Regions from separate parts of the Oryctolagus cuniculus genome. Here region 2 is linked to region 1. The links are chromatin contacts, called in public Hi-C maps. All regions are on one chromosome and are shown on one strand. The core of a region is the stretch at or near the end of the contact, and the rest is flanking DNA. Distances in the headings are between cores, read along the strand shown.

Region 1 (5,209 bases), core at 1,390-3,889:
AGCAACCAGGACCAGCGCCTGGCACCCCAACCGGGACCAGGACCCGGGGTGCCGGCACTGCAGGCGGAGGACTAGCCAAGTAAGCCACAGCGCCGGCCAATAGTTCTTTATATTAAATGAGCTCTGTTGAAATAGTTGGTGTGGCTTCTGTCTATTGACAGTGCCCTGATGGATATGCTGAGTCAATGCCAAAGACCTTAGAACGGCTTGCCGTGTGGTACGTGATCTGACTTCCCGCTCCTCTCCTGTCCCAGCTCCTTCCACTCCCCACCTTGCCTTTCGCTGTGACTCTTCTGGCCCCTTGCCATCCTACAACCACGCCAACCCTCCCACCAATCCTACTGTTAGAAAAACCCCTGCCCTACTCTCGTGTGTGCCTCCTTCCACCTGTTTCAAGTCTCCCAGAAATGTTAGCTCTTGGGTGGGACCTTCCCTGACCGCCCTACATAACCCCAACACCTGCCCTGGGTAATTCCTACATTGCTTCATCTGCCTTATTTTTCCCATGGTCCTGTTGGCCACCTGAGAGTCTGTTGGTGTATTTGTTAATTGCCCGTTTCCTCCTGAATAGAATGTGAGCTCCAGCGAGTAAGTCTTTCCTGCTTTAATGACTGCTACTTCCCAGACCTCACAACATGTCTGGCACATAGTAAATGCTTGCGGAATAAAGACGTTGAATTTCTGGATTCTCTGGTGCTGTAGGATGCTGGCCACACAGGGAGAGGCAGACGCTGCTCCCTCCACCACCAAGTGAGGGAGAGCAGGATTGGAGGCTCAACACGCCATGACTTTGAACGTGGGGTGCACTTTGGAAGAATGAGTAGTGTTTCCGCTCAGTTGTTATTGCTTTTTTTCTGAAATAACTTGTGATAAAATTTAGAAGCTGGGGCCAGCATTGTGGCGTAGCAGGTTAAGCCTCCACCTGCAATGCCGGCATCCCGTATGGGCACTGGCTGCTTCCACTTCACACCCAGCTCCCTGCTAATGTCTAGGAAAGCAGCAGAAGATGGCCCAAGTGTTTGGGCTCCTGCAGCCCTTTGGGAGTCCTGGAAGAAACTCTGGCTCATGGCTGCAGCCTGGCCCAGCCCCAGCTTTTGTGGCCATTTGGGCATTTGGGGAGTGAAACAGGATGGAAGTTCTCTCTCTCTCCATCTCTCTCCCTCCCTCCCTCCCTCTCTGTGTGTGTGTGTGTGTGTGTGTCTGTCTGTCTGTCTGTCTGTCTATCCTCCTCTCTCTGTAACTCTGTCTTTTGGGGAAAAAATGTAGAAGCTGCCGAGTCTGTGGAATCTCACCCTTACCTTCCGTTTCCACGCTGAATGGCCTTTGGGCTGACAGAGATGGGGTGCTGCCTTGTTCGAGTGAGATCCTGAGAACTTTATGGACCACCCTAAGTGGTTGCCAGCTCCCGTGAGCTTCATTCATAATGAAAGAGCTGGGAGATGTGGGTTGTTGGCCTTTTGTTGCCGTCTAGAGAAAGACTGGGCCTTTGAGAACAGCTCTGTGTGCAGATTGCCACACCTCACTTCTAAGATGGGGCCTAGTGGCTTAATTGGGGAGGAGCGAAGCCTTGGGAGGCCAGGAAGAAGGCAGAGGGGCCTATCTTAACATTAGCAATGACTGGAGACCCAGCTTCAGGGGGTTGAAGGGGGATCAACCCTGATCCAGTGCACTCCAGGTCACTCCCTGCCCTGCAGGGTTGTGGGTGAGCTCCCTGGATGACAGTGGCAGCTGCCGGGTTCTCACTGCTGTGATTCATCTGTTCGGTCTTGTTTGCCTTGGAGTTCAGCCACCTGGGGTTTCAGAAGGTGCTGAGCTGGCCAGTGAGCTTGGCTCCAGAACACAGGTGTGATCGGTGCCAGGTTAAATGCTAGTGGCAATTACGGCTGTTGATTTGAAAGCAAGCTGACTACACTGGCTTTCATCAGGTCGGCTTTGCTTGGCCACGTGCAACTCTCCACTTAGGAAAATGAGGCCTGAAATCTGCACCCAGGCGGGCTCTTTTTAGGTGTTGTGTTTCTGCTCTCAGATAACGAGACAAGACAACCCCGGGAAGCTGGGTGCCGCCTGTGCTGTCACTGAACTGGGTGCCCTCTGAAAGGAGATTGTTAACACAAAACCTTTGCTCTCAGGGTTTAGATGTGCTCCGTTTTGACTCCAGGCTTTGCTTCCTTTAGAGTTAAGATAGTCTTATTTTCTGTGATACGTTTAAAACTAGAAGTCCAAATTCCGTTTTACCTTCTAAAATATAGGCTGCATATAGGTAGCAGGGACTCGAAGAGCTAGCACTGTGCCAGAGAAGCTGTAGACTTGGCAACTGTCCTGGGGAAGCCCCCGCTGTATTTGAGAAAACAGGAAGTACACACACTCACAGACACCTCAGGACAAGAGTGTATTTTAATGCTTGTATAGAGGAGTGTTGCAGAAACTCGGAACGTATCATTGTGGATCTGTGCCTGCAGCAGAAGGTGTCACTGGAATGTAGATGGCTCTGGGACTTATAAGGAGGAGGGGGGAGGTCTGTAGGGCCAGGGGCGCCTGAGTGGGGTTTGGTGGCAAGAACAGCATAGCAGACTCGGTGTTACACAAGTGCATGGGCTCTCTCCAAGGGAGTCATCAGAACGCGAGATGAGCAGATGGGAGAGGACAGAGCCTTGGAGGACACCCAATCCGGTTGAGTAGACAGGACATGTGCATATAAAGATAAGCCAGACTGTGGCTTGTGCAATTTATTAAAAGAAGACTCAGAGGAAAAAAAAAAAAGATAAAGGACTACTTGGCAACGGACCTGATCAGCCGAGTGAATGATACCAACAAGAAGTGCTTCACGACCTCAGAGAGGGAGGGAAACATCTAGGACAGTCTTTGGAGAGGAGCAGTGCAGGGGGATAGAACTCAGGGCAGGGAAGAGGTTGGGAGAGGCAGGAGGAAGGGGTGTGTGTGGTAGGAGAGGAGCCTCAAATGCGAAGGGCTCTGGCTTCGTGGGAGAGCAGGGGCTGGGCACTGGTTCAGGCTTGGGGTCTTCAGGTAAGACCTGCCACTGTATCCTGGGAAAGGAGTCAGGGAGTGGATGAGGCGCAAATACCTGGTTGCTAAGCACCTGCCGGGACCAAGCGATGGATGCTTGTGGTGGGCCAGGTCTCCTCGTGTGTTGGGATTCAGGAGGTCGGGACTGGGAGGCAGGTGGGGCTGATTGGAAGGGAGGCCCTGGTTGCTGATGAAGGCAGCATTTACACAGCTGAAAACGAGGTCTGTGGGGCTTAGCGAGGAAGCTGGGGGAATGGAAGGAAGGCCCGCGGGTCAGGCCCAGGTGCAGCCGCGTGCTGATGAGGTGCAGGGGAGACCTTCCTGGCCCACACGGCTAGAGCTGCTGCAAATTAAAGAGAAGGGAGGCTGGAGGGAGATTATTTAAGAAGAAAGCAGAGTGTTCAGGGCTCCCCTTGCTACGTCCCTGCTAAGGGGAGGTGTGGCTAGTACAGGACTGTGCTAGGTAGGGTGACAAACCTAGAGCATATTGGAAGAAACTTCCCCAAGTTTCTTCAGATTTTTTGTTGTTTTCTGTCCAAACTCATTAGGCATCCCTTGGCTAATGCTCTGATTTTTTTTGTAGAGATTGAAAGAGCAAGCGTTAGACCATTTGGAAACCTTGCTCTAGCATTTCCTGGTTGTGAGATCCTGAGATCCTAGACAGTTTACCTACCCTTTGGCCCTTGGTTTTCTCATCTGTAAAATAGAAACTATAGCATGTTTCCTCTGAGGCTGTTGTGAGAAAAGGATGGGGGGAATGAGAATTTCGGAGGAGTCTGTGAGTTTCGGTGTCCCCCTCCCTCTGTCCTTTCTTCTTCACATCCCTCACTCCCTTAGTAAACAGATCCGTGGCGCTTTGCGATTGGCAGGATGCAGGGCTGAGCCCTCGCAACAGGAACTGGACTGGTATTTTCAACAAGCCGTTAAGTGTGCCACCCTCACGCACAAGAGAAAAAGGAATTAACCCCATGAGCCGGGGCCCCTTCGCAAGTGCCCGCAGCCAGTTGGGACCTTTTGCTCCCAGGTTCTCACTGGCTCTGACGACAGTGGACTCTTCCCCCACCTCTGAGCCCGGGTGGCTGAGTGCTGAGTTAACGGGGCACTTGGCTGGGTGGGAAGTGGGGAGCACTTGTCAGGGTTGTTAACCATGGGAGACAGCGGCGCAGGGTGAAACCACAGGGGTGCTCCTGAGCTCATCGCGTGGGCCAAGACCATGTGGCCCTTGAGTGGTGTGGCCAGACACTACGCACATTCGTGAGATGGATCAAGGAATGTGGGTCCAAGTAGGAAACGCACGCACGTGTATTCGGAAGAGATTTTTTTTTTCTAAAAAGAAAACAAATTTTCTCCACAAGGCTCCATCTCACCTTGTATTTTTTTATGTTCAACATTTTGCTTCTCTGGTTACATCCTGTCTTGAGGTATAGCAGCAACACTGCTCATTTGACAGCTGTGGTATTTCCTCTTCAGTATTGCAAGTAGGGTGAAGTTCAAGTTGCTAGGTCCTTGACAAGTTCCTTGGCATAGGGATTTGGCCAGCATTTTGTTTCCTTGGATTTAATTTGTCTAAAACGTAAGTGAAGAGTTCGTGGGCTGAGGCCAAGAAGTCATGCTTCATGTTTGCCTCACACGTTTTGTCGACAGATCTCAGAGCCTTACCTCACTGACTGAGAGAATGCAGGTTTACATAAAGATGTATCCCAGGTTAAGCATTTCTGCTGAGTACATTTGACAAAGCAGCCTGCCGAATCTGTGTTGTCCCAAATTTCTCTGCTTGTCTCAAAAACACGGAGTCTTCTTTGCTTTCTTTTCTGGTTAATTTTTGTTTGCTCATTTTATTTGAAAAAGATGTAGGGAGAGAGGGAGCGAGATCTCCCATTTGCTGGTTCACTCCCTAAATGTCTACACTCAGGAACTCATTCTGGGTCTCCCACATGGGTGGCAGGGATCCAACTACTTGAGCCAGTACTTGCTGCCTCCCAGGGTGTGCGGTAGCAGGAAGCTGGAATGGAGGGTGGAGCTGAGACTCCAACCCACGCACTGCAATATGGGATGCACACATCCCACCCTGTGGCTTGACTGCTGTACCAAACACCCACCTGCAGACCTCCTCACTTTAAGAAACAAATAGGGAACATTGTTTTCTAAAAACAGAGTAATGCAAAACTGACCCAGATGCAGACCC
Region 2 (5,113 bases), core at 896-3,395, 83 kb after region 1:
AGCAGGTTAAGCCACCACCTATGATACCAGTATCCCACGTGAGCACTGGTCTGAGTTCTGGCTGCCCCACTTCTTATCCAGCTCCCTGCAACATACCTGGGAAAGCAGTGGAAGATGGCTGAAGTGCTTGGGCCCCAACACCTAAAAGGGAGACCTGGATGGGGTTCCATGCTCCTGGCTTCAGCCTGACTCAGCCCTGGCTGTTGCAGCCATTTGGGGAATGAACCTGCAGATGGAAGATCTCTCTCTTTGTCTCTCCCTTTCTATTGTACTGCCTTTCAAAATAAATAAATCTTAACAAATCAATCAGTAAAGGGAGTACATTCATGTGGAAGGGGTTGTGCTCCAGGAAGAGTGAGCACTACAGTTGGAGAAAAAGCACAGAACTGGACTGGAGAAGCAGGCGGGACTGGTAATTAAGGACTTTGTCAGCCAGGTTGAGACACCTCTGGTCATTCTGCAGATACAGGAGCCAATGTCTTTAATTTACTGGGAAGGAGAAGCAAAAACCAAGGGTGAGGTAAGTGAGGGCCCAGGGCACAAAATCTAAGGAGCTGCTCTCAGCTGTTGGCCTTGCCCTGCCGTGGCTGGCACATGCTAGATGCCTAGTCCCCAGTGCGTCAGGGCTGAGAGGTGGCAGAGCAGGACCTACGAGAAGGTAATCAGCCGCTGGGTTGGCACCCTCGGGAAAGCTAATGCAGCCCTCTTGGGATCCCAGTTAGCTCCCATGAAATTGGGTTGTTCTAAAAAGTGCTCCCGATTGTCTCTCGCTTCCTGCATTGGCCTGTGACTGCTCTGCCCTACTCCCACCATGTAGGAATATAGCCAGAAGGGCTGCACCAGAGACACAACTCGTGGGGCTGCCTGATCTTGAACTCTGGGCAGGAAGAGGGCCAGGGCAGGCTCGGAGAGGGGTGTCTCCTTGCTGCGCGCCCAGCTCGGGCTGGGAAGCAGGTGAGCTTCTCCAAAGATTGCTAGGGAAGGTCTGTGGCGGCGAGATTGGAAGAAGAATGTGTGTGTGTGTGTGTGTGCAAGGTGGTGGGGGAGGGGGCGATGCGACAGCACCAGTGAGGCTGAAACGGAGGAGACAGGGCTTGGAAGTGGAGGACAGGGTAAGAGGTCCTCTGAAAGAGGTTGCTAACAGAGAGAAACGAGCCGGGAGAACAGGACAGCGACATCCACGCCCACAATCACCCCGTCTCTCAGAGCGCTTGCTCCAGCTCATGAAGAGTCTAGAAGCTCCACATGCCCGGCTGTGTTACATGGCCATGGAGGAGCCCCTGGCCAGGAGCCTGGAGAGCCGAGTTCTAGTCCACTCTGTGAGAGACCCTTTGGCCCTAGCTCTTCCAACTGTCACGTGTCAGTTATGTTAGACAGAGACCCAGGAGAGCTCTAAGATCCATGTAACTCCGGGCTTGTGTTAATTATCAACTGACCTAGCAAGAGAACTCAAGCCACGGGATGCTAATCCAGAGAGGCTTATCCAAGCTCTCTCGAACCTTGGTCCCTTCTAACTGACTGCTCGCATTTCTGGTTGTCAGGTGCCCCTGGAGAGTGGGACTGTGAGCGCTCTGCCATTTAATGCCACCTTTCCCTTCTGAGCCCCTGCCACCCTGCACGAGTCACACCTCAGTCCGGTCCACATTCCCTTCTCCTCCCTCTTGCTCTCATGTCATTAGCAAAGCTCCCCAGACCCTTGCAAAGCCCCTAAAGCAGAATCATCCCAAGAGAGAAACAGTGGATTTAATAGGCTTCCCCTTAAATGGCCTCAAATCCTTTCCAGTTGATTAGAGGTAAACACACACACACGCACACAGAAAACCGCACGACACACGGGACAGTCTCCTCTGCATGAGGTGAGAGTGGCAGAGAACAAAGAAAGTTCCCGAGGTCCCGGGCCTCAGGGACCAAATTAAGAAAGCAGCACCACTTATTCAGAATCAGATGAATGTCAGTGGAATGTTTGTCAAACAAACTTGTCATTATTTGTCACAATTTGAGGAAGTATCAGTCAGTCGTCACACTCGAGCGTGTAACCGAGTTATTTATAGCTGCCAGCCTAGAGTTTTAACTCATGCAGGGCTGAGTGATAAACAGCTCTATTTATAAGGACTGCGTGGCTATAAATAGTCTGGTTCCGCTGGGTGTCAGCTCCGAAGTGTTTTACCAAGCCAGCACCTGCAGGAGGGCAGGAGCTGGGCGGTGACCCCAGATCCTCCCCACGGGTTCTTGGCTGCGGCACCGTCTCCTCTTCCTCAATGTCCCTTTTGGATCTGGGAGCTGTGCCCTGTGGCGTTCCCAGGAGATGGTGGAAGTTACTCACTTAATTAACATCTGCCCCCTGGATCCCGGGCTGAAAGGGAGGGAGAACCTGGAGTGTCCCCTCCTTTGTGCCTACTCATGGACAATGAGCTCATTACAGTCTCTCCCCTGCTGCCGCGCGTGGAGGCAGAGATCCTGTTATTCCAGGGAACAGCCAAAGCTCCAAAGGTTTGTTTGTGGCTTCAGATTTAATTTGAATGACAGTGTAGACTCCTCTAAAAATAAGAGATTGTCAGAAATTTAGAAATTCACTAGTTTCTTGTGTCAGCGGAAGCTTGGCTAAGGAATAGGGAGGTAGGAGGGGGCGGAAGGGAAGGGGAATATGTATACATAAATTTTACATGTAAAATACATAGGTGTGTCAGCCTCAACATTGATCATTGCACCATCTGGCACAGGGGCAGTATATTCACCATCCACCCAACAACCTCCACCTCCTGCCCTCCAAAATGCTAATGTCTTTGTCACATGGAAATTTCTGGTTTTATACCTATTCCTCCCCTTTCCCCCCCTCCCAAAAACAACCTTCCATTCAGTTTTAATACTCTTAGACTACATTTTACATTGCTTTTATTTTATTTTTTTAAAAAAAAGGTGTGGCCATGAAAAAAAATTTATTGGATCTTAATTTACAAGATTAGTTCTGGTTCATTTTATTGCTGTAATTTAATACTCATAATGATTTTCTGACCCATATGTCTTAGCAGCAAGATCTACTTCCTGCTCATTTTTCATTTCAATACAGCTGAAGTCTATTAGGCAGGATGGCACAAGTCAGAGAGCACAGGGCCCTGAAAGAAACTGACATCACACTGCTGTCTTGGCTCCAAGCCTGTGGGTAGATGCCTCCAAGCCTTCGGATGCAGGGGCAAGCAAGAAATGCTTCTCTAGAAAGGAATGACATTTGTTGTTGCACTTACTATCATCACCATCGTCAGCACTGTAGCTCTCTGTCGAAGGGTGCTATGACATGTGTCCTAGCGGAACACCATCCACTAGAACGGAAGCCACGAATGCTCTGCAGGTGATACAAAGCATCGACTCCATGAGGCCATGGGACCCTGAGAAGGGTGCCAAGGAGGACGCCCTGGACAGAGTGGCCCTTGAGTTAAGGAACCTGCAGGTGGCTCCTTAGGGCTACAGTCATGTCGCTGTTGCTGCGTAGACTCCTGCTGGCAGAGCAGGCACATGGTAAATATTTGTCGAGAGAGTAAATGAAGGTTTATTCGCTTTTGTAATTTGACAGTCCCTCTGGGAACACTTATGTTGTGCATTTGCAATACATAAATAAACGCATAAATGAGTGAAAATGGTTTAAAAAGGAGCAGAGAGAGGAGAGTTTCGTGGACTGTGTGTACTGGAGTGGCATGGGGAGCCCCTTCCGAATGGTGCGTGGGGTTTGCTGATCAGAATGGTCTAGTCTCTGTTGAGTAGAGCAGGGATGTCCAAGGCCAGGGTGCAGTGGGTAAATGGAGCAATGTGAATGTTGAAGTCAGTCAGTTTGAACGGCCTGTGGGGCATCACCAACAATCCTTCCCTGTTTATCGTGGGAAGTCCTTTACCTGAGCCTGGGGCTGAGACCCTGTCTGCATGGGTTCTTGGTCTAGGAAGTGCGTTTGAGGAGTCAGTGGTGGCTGTCATCTCAAATGGTGTGGGTGACCACGTATCCTAGACCTCAACGTTCCCATTGAAAGACAAAGAAAAAGCTCAGTAACTTTTGCAACACAGTATGCAAATCTTATAGATAACTTACACGTAATATTTTTGTTTATTTCTCTTTTTAAGAATTTTCCCCAGTTCTGAGTACCAGCTGAGGAGGATGTGGTACAAATGCATTAAGTAATTTAGGGTCTCTTGTCACTAATTCGTAGGATTATAGATTTTTAGAGCTTCAAGAAACTATTACAATTTTCTACTCCCTTTCTTTCCTTTTCTGATGAGCAAACTGGGCCTGGGGGCCTCAGGGACTTGCCCAAAGCCATTTGACTTCTGAGCCACAGACCGGGACAGAGCTGAGGGTTCCTGCCTTCCAGGAAAGATAACTCATACTTGCTGGAAACGGGTTGCCGCGCTCACGGTACAGGTGCAACAGAGTGGTTAAAGATGAGGGTTCCGGAGTCCGAGGAGCCTGAGCCTGAATCCCGCCTCTGTCATTTTCTGCGAGGCCGTGGGAGGTTGCTCCTCGTCTTCAAGCTTCCGTTTTCTCATCCATAAAGTGGGAGCAACACTTTTACCATAAGAGAGGTGTTGGGGGTGTGTGGGGGGTGTGCGGATGAGATGACACAGGTGTTACGGGGTGAGTAGGATGTTTCTTCTCAAACCTCATGCAAATGTTCAAACTCTGATGTCTTACCCTTAACGGTTGATGGATTAAGGGTGGACGCTGTATTTATTTCTGGCGTCTGAGAGGTGAGCCAAGTGGGAGGTGTTTAGGTGCCAGCAGAGGGAGGTTCTCAGGGAAAGGTTGACTGAGCTCAAGTTCTGCGTAGCTGATCTCTCTCTCTGCTTCCTTGCCCACCACAGGATCTTTCCTCCATGCCTGCTGTGAGAGCTTCCACAAGACCTCAGACTATAGGACCACCTGACCCTAAACTAACTTCCAGCCTCTAAGCTGAAATACACTTTCCTATCCCCAGAAGCTCTTCTTGGGCATTTTAGTTAACGTGATAGAAATGGTCTGATGTAACAGGCCGGTGTTTCGCGATGGACCCTGGGCTCATGGATCCTCTTCAGCATTTAACAAATCACCATGAAAACAAAGGCAAAAACCGAAACACAGAAAACGCCACAG

Evidence for each region. Hi-C and Micro-C count contacts between places; a contact is called where the count stands out from the background.
Region 2: a contact with region 1 is called in a Hi-C map of psoas muscle, with 4 times the contacts expected there. The contact joins two enhancer-like sites. A contact is called at or near these places in 2 of 6 Hi-C or Micro-C datasets (liver and psoas muscle).

Annotation. Positions count from the first base shown.
Region 1 is chr5:155,974,237-155,979,445 of mOryCun1.1, forward strand. The region is part of intron 1 of LOC127493092 (a long non-coding RNA gene); the gene reads left to right. Among named protein-coding and RNA genes, the nearest start is that of JARID2, 480 kb to the left of the region's middle. Within about 2 kb of position 2,640, at least 4 of the 8 cell types and tissues checked have an H3K27ac peak or open chromatin away from gene starts, as enhancers often do.
Region 2 is chr5:156,057,671-156,062,783 of mOryCun1.1, forward strand. No RefSeq gene overlaps it. Among named protein-coding and RNA genes, the nearest start is that of CD83, 460 kb to the right of the region's middle. Within about 2 kb of position 2,146, at least 1 of the 8 cell types and tissues checked has an H3K27ac peak or open chromatin away from gene starts, as enhancers often do.